Regions from separate parts of the Danio rerio genome. Here region 1 is linked to region 2. Evidence: chromatin contacts called from public Hi-C data. All regions are on one chromosome and are shown on one strand. Each heading gives the region's core, a stretch centred on a gene start, on an enhancer-like site or on the middle of the called end of the contact. The rest is flanking DNA. Distances are from core to core; before and after follow the strand shown.

The links. Hi-C and Micro-C count contacts between places; a contact is called where the count stands out from the background.
Region 1: a contact with region 2 is called in a Hi-C map of hematopoietic stem cells, with 3 times the contacts expected there. The contact joins the promoter of dtnbp1a here to the promoter of zgc:136493 in region 2. A contact is called at or near these places in 4 of 18 Hi-C or Micro-C datasets (caudal fin, embryo, hematopoietic stem cells and 1 more) and 2 of 4 datasets of contacts at active chromatin or transcription factors (caudal fin and gastrula embryo).

The regions. Positions count from the first base shown.
Region 1 is chr16:26,828,445-26,832,176 of GRCz12tu, forward strand. It overlaps dtnbp1a (dystrobrevin binding protein 1a), which reads right to left and starts at 2,390. Exons shown (of 10, transcript NM_201134.1): 1 at 2,272-2,390; 2 at 1,616-1,669; 3 at 946-996; 4 at 759-819; 5 at 544-676. The coding sequence starts at 2,327. mylipb (myosin regulatory light chain interacting protein b) reads left to right here and starts at 3,334. Exons shown (of 7, transcript NM_001080022.2): 1 at 3,334-3,437. The coding sequence starts at 3,351.
Region 2 is chr16:26,694,104-26,697,809 of GRCz12tu, forward strand. zgc:136493 reads right to left here and starts at 1,655. Exons shown (of 6, transcript NM_001045249.2): 1 at 1,426-1,655; 2 at 934-1,309; 3 at 674-845. The coding sequence starts at 1,306.

The sequences.
Region 1 (3,732 bases), core at 1,140-3,639, 140 kb after region 2:
CCACCTTCTCTTTGTGTTTTGGTTGAGATTACGTCAAACAACAATTAAATACATTTTTACAAACATGCTAATTTGCATTTTAAAACGTTTTAAGACGTACTAGTGTAAACAGCGCCTAAGTGTGTATTTTTCGCGAGCGGGTTTGCGACGGGGGCAAGGCGGAGGATCGGTGATACCGGCTCAGCATTGTGTTGTCTATTGGCCATCGCCGATGGACAATGGCTTTGTCTAATGACCCAAACCTAGTTTTATTATCTGCTCCACCTACACCACTTAAACCCAACCTACTTGCGGTTTAAGTCCCTCCCACTTGGAGGTTACCCAACCTACTTGCAGTGTAATCCCTTCCACTAGGAGGTCTCCAGGCTGCAGTGATATCTACTTGAATTCAAAAGACTTTAAATATCTAGTACAACTGACATGATATGAATAGCACACTATTCTGTAATACAATAACTATAAATATATCCCTGTATGAATAACTAATATTGGTCATTGATTATTATAATTCTTCTTTGTCATGACTGCTTGTGAACAGCTCACCGATACGTGAGGTGATGGTCTCCAGGTCTGAGAGGAAAGTCGGGATCTGCTGTAGTTGCTCCTGCAGCTCCAGCACAGCTCCCCGTCTCTTCTCCCAGTGTGCGCACAGCATCACAACCTCCCCGTCCACTGTCTGACAGAGAAATACACAAACACACAGGTTATAGTTACAGCACTACAAATGTTCGACTGTACTGATTCAGATGTAAACTTACTTCACCAGACTTAGCACTCTCTTTAGCCCGTTTATGAAGAGCCACCCACGTGTCTTCATATCTGGTGAAAAAAAAAGCATGTCATGATTACACTCATTGATATAATTTCTTAAAATATTTCTGTAACTAGTTTAATGACAGCGTGACACCACTGACATTTCACTAATAAAAAAGTAAAGTGACTTACCGACTGAGTAATTCTACTCCAGCAGAATATTGGGGAAGGTACTCATCTCTTCTGAAAAATGTTTGAGATCATAAAAATCAATTCAAATCATGAAATCATTAAAATCAATTTAAATGCTTAGATAAATGCCATGATAAATGCTTAGATAAATGCCATTATATGGTCAGACATGTTTAAAAAAAAATGGAAACATAATAAAAATTTATTTTAAGCATCACAATGCTGCCCCAAATACTAACTAATTATCATTTTAAATCTTTATACTTTGCAACTATAAAGTTTGCCCATTTGTCAGCCAGAATTTTCTCATTTAAATATGGTACAGTTTTGCATGGGTGGCATGGGTGAATTCAATTGCATAGCTAAGTTGTCCATAGTGTATGTGTGTGAATGAGTGTGAATGGGGTGTTTCTCGGTGATGGGTTGCAGCTGGAAGGGCATCCGCTACGTAAAACATATGCTGCATAAGTTAGCGGTTTATAATGCTGTGGTGACCCGAGGTTAATAAAAGGACTAAGCTGAAAAGAAGTGAATGAATGTAGTTTTGCATGATTACTTACACTTGTTAAGATGAAAACAGATGGAACACAAAGTAGACACTTCAGTACTGTCTGTACACACACACACACACACACACATACACAGATACTTTTTTCATCTTGTACCTTACCTTTGTTTCTTCTTTACTTTAGCCTCCTTTGACTTGTCACTCAGAGTTTTGATTCTGAAAGGTTTTGAAACATGATTGTAAAATACTGTGAAATTCCAAACAATATGAAATAACATTTTATTGTTCTGCATTTGATTACTTTCATATTTTTGGGGACTTTAATTGGAAACATATTTAACGTTATTGTGAGTTGAAAACTGTAATAAAAACAGCTAAATTCTCATCACAGCCCTCAACGTCTCGCCCATCACATGACAGTCAGCTGAAAGTTATTAGTTAAAAAAAATCGCAGTTGTTAGCATTCGGCTAACTTTGCAAACTGAACATTTCGAATGTGTCCCTTCTCCCAAAAATATGTATAATTTAAATGTATGTATTTTCTCTTTTTTTATACCTAGCTGACTTTGTTTTTGTAGACATCTACAGAACAAACAACCACACTTTTTGCCATCAGTGAGATGATTAGCAGGCTAATTAGCTAGCATTCACTTCTTGGCTCTTCGCTGAAAAGTGAACACCGTTGTGATGAAGCCAAAGCAAAAGTTGTGTCAGTATGATGTAATACATATTCAGGTTTCAAATGCCACCTGATTTTGCTTAATCAATGTCTAATGTGACCCCGGAGATCATGAAAAGCTGGAAATAACGTTACATACCCTGATGTGAAGTCCTGCTGCACCGTTTGCAGCTTCTCTCTGAAATTCTCAAACATGTCCTTATACTGCTTTAATCCCTCCGCACAGGCTTGAAGGATGACATTTAGGTTAAATCTGTTGGTGTCTACAGTCTTTCAGCCATCCTTTGTCAGAGGACAATGTCCAAATGTCCCGTTGTGGGCTTTGCTTCGTCGGACAGTGTTTGCAAGATCAGTTAGCTCATTCATTCAGTCATTGTTTACCTCCTCAGTAATCAAAATGGATTTGGATCTAACGTTATATATAATTATTTTAACAAATGCTGAACTGTCAGATTGTTGTTCTAACGCCTACCCTTCCTCTACTGGTTAAACACACGCCCCCTAACTGAGAGTGAAAGTGACTGAAGGCTTGTTCAGCAATCCTCTGATTCGTTTTAGCGAGTCGGTTCATATGAATCGAATCGAAAAGCGTGCCCAAAAGAATGTTTATTTCAATGAAATTCGTCAAATTATGAAATCAAATGAAAAATGATGCTAATGCAAAATTATTTAATCACAAAACTATTCTAATTTCAGCTACAAATCTGTTATAAACCATGTTTTTGATAAAATTTAACCATGTTTTCGGTGTGTTTGTACCTTTTGTATAACCACAATATTAGTACAAATAAACCAAGCAAACCATTGTTGAAATAGCTTAACCACACCCTGTTATTTTATTTTGTTTGTAATTTATTGTATATACTGATATTGTTTTGGTACAATGCCCATGTTGTTTTATTGTGATATCCTTCATATCCTATTTAAAATTAATTGCAATTTTTTTGTTTGTGTGTGTATAACAATGTCTGTAAGCAACAAATGTAACTTGATTTAAGTATGGAATAAATTATTTGCGAATCAGTTCGACAGGATCATAAGGAGTCGGTTTAGAAGAACAATTCGCGAATCGGACATCGGATAACGGATAGGCGGAGTGAGAGCTGGGTTTCATAAACCTCCTCTCTCTGATTTTCCAATGGGGTGCGAGTCAGCCTCGTGAGCCACAGGTTCTTCTCTCTGCTGTCCCGGGACGAGTGTCAAACTGCTGCATTCAACATGTTATGCCACATAACTCGACCGGACTCGGTGGTCCTGGAGGTGGAAGTGGACCCAAAAGCAAACGGAGAGGACATTCTCAATAAGGTTAGTGTCGAGAACTCACACGTTTATCTTCAGAAAGGTATTTCATAATTTCTTTTTCATTGCATATGGAATAAGCCTCATTAACAGCATAAACGACAGCAAATGTAATGTAGTAAATGAAAGTTATTCTAGTTTAAAGCATAGAACACAAAAGTTGACTATTAAAATCACCCTTTCAAAATATTCATCATGATTTTATTCAACTAAAAGTGTAATAAATATGTTCTTTTTCTTTTGCTGCATTGATTTTCATTTGTAAATAATTACTTTTTTGTGGGTAAACTGTGCATGGTGA
Region 2 (3,706 bases), core at 405-2,904:
CTAATCGCAAAAGGCTGCAATATGAAATATATATGTATTATTTAATTTCCCCCGCCCAGAGCAAATGCATGTGGGAATATGGGAACATTTTGGTTTGAAAGTCACAGACACTGAACAAAAACAGTTAATTTGTAAGAATTGTTGCCACAGCACAAGGAAATACAACAAAACAGCACCTCAAAAAATACCACAGGCAGCTATATAAGTAGTGTCTAGCTAAAAAGTCAATTGGAAGTACTGCCATGACACTCAATCTGATAGCTAGTAACAGCAAAGTACAATTTCAGAGTTGTTTTAGCCATGTTTGCTGAGTGTTCTGTATTTAAATAATTAATTTTTTTATTTGTATAATAAGCTACACTATCTTTCTTTTAACTAACACTCTGCATTTTAGCAGTAAAAAGCTACGATACACATCATTAAGCTGAAACTTGACTACAAAATCAAATTGCAAATCAAATTGAAATTGCATTATCTGTCAAAAATTATTTAAAAAATAATCACAATTAGATATTTTTCCTAAATCGCACAGCCATAGATCCATGTCAACTATAATTCAGACTGGACACTGCATATAGTAAAGCAAATAGTAAAGTCTTATTGTTAAGCAATAACTAATCATTTTTATCCAAAAGAACAGAAAATGAGACATAAAAAAGTGCAAAATATTCACCTTCGATTTCTATTGTGATAAAGAATCTTCATGTCAAACCCTTGAGCCCTCTTGGCTATTTTGTACCCAATTCTCCCCATGCCGATGATGCCCAGAGTGGCCCCGCTAACATCAGTGCCCATAGTGGACTCTGGAAAATCATCAGACTCCCGAAATTTGGAAAAATGTTGCCCTAAAGAGAAACCAAAAAAAAAAAATAATCACAATGAACTTAAAAGTATGAAAACAGGACCAACTGAACAACTGGTCTCAATTCTCACCCTCAATAATCTTCCTGGCAGATGCCAACATCAGACTCATGCCAATATCAGCAGTAGCATTATCCACTACATGAGGAGTGTTGGACACTTTAACACCAAAGCTATTGATGAGAGGAATATCAAGGTGGTCCACTCCTACCCCTCCATTAATGACAGCTTTGAGGTTCGGCAAAGACTGTAACAGGTCTCGGTCAACATTAATATTGGGACCCCACGAAAACACTGCCTGGATTTTGGCAGCGAAGTCCTCTTTCCTCTGTACAAACCTCTCGTATGGGATTATAGTGAAGTGTTTGTCGATGCAAGGTTCAAAACACTTATAGATGCTTCCAGGAGCTCCAAGTGTCTTGGTTAATATGCATGGCTTCTCCATAACCTGTGAGAATATTAGCCATTAGCATACATGAGCTAAAGCCTATTGTAAAAAACAGCACGCTAGCACATTTGTTTGTAAACATCTTATTTGAAATATTATTTGTCATATAGCCTTACCACTCGCGTGACAGTCGATCGCAGCCTGTGTATACCCTGGAAACGTATGACTGTCATGTGTCTACATATAAATATTAGGTACTAGATGTGGTTAATGAAGCACCGATTAAGACCAAAGGTACGACTTCCTATAAATCATTAGTGGGTAATAGTCAAGCCTCCACCCCTCCAAAAAAGGCGACTGTCAAAAACTGCAAGCTACTTGAAACTGTTTCTAACTCATGTTTTCGTATCTCGTCACAAAATTGCTAGTCACTCAGATGACCAGAAGGGGGAGTGAGAAGCCCATGAATCTTTTGTGAAATGGTCATAAAAAAAGTACTGTAACTTGTTACACATTTCATTCACAAGAAAGATTAGGTGCTTATGTAGTTGTTTGATGGACATTATGTGTTCATTTGTAAGCATTATTATTTTTACATTTGGCTTTATTATTTGAACTATTTCCTTCCTTAATAAAAATAACCACAAACAAAACAATTGTTATTGTAGTTCATTAATGTTCACCCCAAATTAACCATGGCATTGATACTTGTCATCTCTTATGAAAATTTTACAACGAACAGACCAATAAAAACATTATAGTAAAAAAGTAATCACAATTAACCATGGTTTTGCTACACTAACTAATAGTTTAACCATTATCTTTGTGGTAAAATATGGTAATCAATCTGACAAAAACATGTTTACAACTGTGATAAAACCCACAGTTAATCTTCATAAGGGATTTTTTACATGTTTCATATGAATCCCATTCATAAATTCTTAGTGTGACAAGATTTCTATATGCAGCATTATTCATACATTCATTCATTTATTTTTTTGTCAGCTTAGTCCCTTTATTAATCAGGGGTCGCTACAGCGGAATGAACCGCCAACTTATCCAGCACATGTTTTTAAGCAGCGGATGCCCTTCCAGCTGCAACCCATCTCTGGGAAACATCCATACACACTCATTCACACATATACACTACGGACAATTTAGCCTACCCAATTCTGTTTCGCATATCTTTGGACTGTGGGTGAAACCGGAGCACCCGGAGGAAACCCACGCGAACGCAGTGAGAACATGCAAACTCCACACAGAAACGCCAACTGACTCAGGTGAGGCTCGAACCAGCGCCCTTCTTGCTGTGAGGCGACAACACTACCTACTGCGTCGCCTATGCAGCATTATAACAGTTGTAATTATATTACTGATGTGCCAAGCAGGTGGAGGCTTAATTGCTAAAGATTTGAACAAAATAAAGACATAAAATATATATTGGTGGTTGTGTTGGTGCTGAGGGACACTGCATTTATTGCAGAACATTTAGTAGATGGCTATTAATGGCTGTAGCACAGCTCCAGCTTTCCTGTGGCCTCCATCTGTTCGAAAATCCACATGAAGAGATTCTGCATCAGAAAGCAACATCAAAATAATTCACTATACTGAAGCTCCAGTAAAGCAAATATGTTTTTATTTCTACTATACAGAACTCTAAAAAAAACTTAGTGTTAAATCTGAGTACAGTCTTAATGAACAAGGTGTAATATTTGTTCTTTTACATACTGTTTCATTGTTGGCCATAACACACTGATTCCCTATTGATTTGTGCTAAAAACCCCAAGTCCATCTTCTACAGTTAAAGGTATGTCCACCATAATTATTTATTATTCACTTCTCATACAGTATGTGTGCAAAGGTTTAGCCGGTTATATTTTAATGAGAGTGATAGATAAATAATCCAAATAACCAGCCCTTTAAGCAAACAATGCAAACACTCTCGATCTTTTACAGCAGATCAATCTCAGCCAACTTGAACTGTGTCCATTCTTTGTGACGAAAACTTCTTCCTTGAGAGTTTGCTTGGTTTGGCAATCAACCAAAAATCTTTTCTGTTCTGTTGAGCACTTCTCTTCAAAGTGTAGTGCTTCACAATTAGCCTACATCTCTGACTCTGCCCCAGGGACAGGCATGTTTTAAAGAGATGAATTGATTTCCCTGCCAGCAGGGTGGCCCATTATTAGTGGTGAATTACAGCACTCATGTATATAAATACACTACTTAAAACTCTATTTTCTAGATCTAAATGGGAGAAAATGGTCTTGATTTGCAAACTGCAGCAGGCTCATATGATTTAACAAAACTAAGATTAATACAATGTTTTCTTTTTCAAAATTAACTGATAAGAAAAAAGTATACAGTACCGTACCACTAGGCATGGTACGATTAGCGTTCAAGCTATACCGCGGTATGGAAAAGTCAAAGTTTTAAAACTGCCAAAGTTTTCTGCTATAC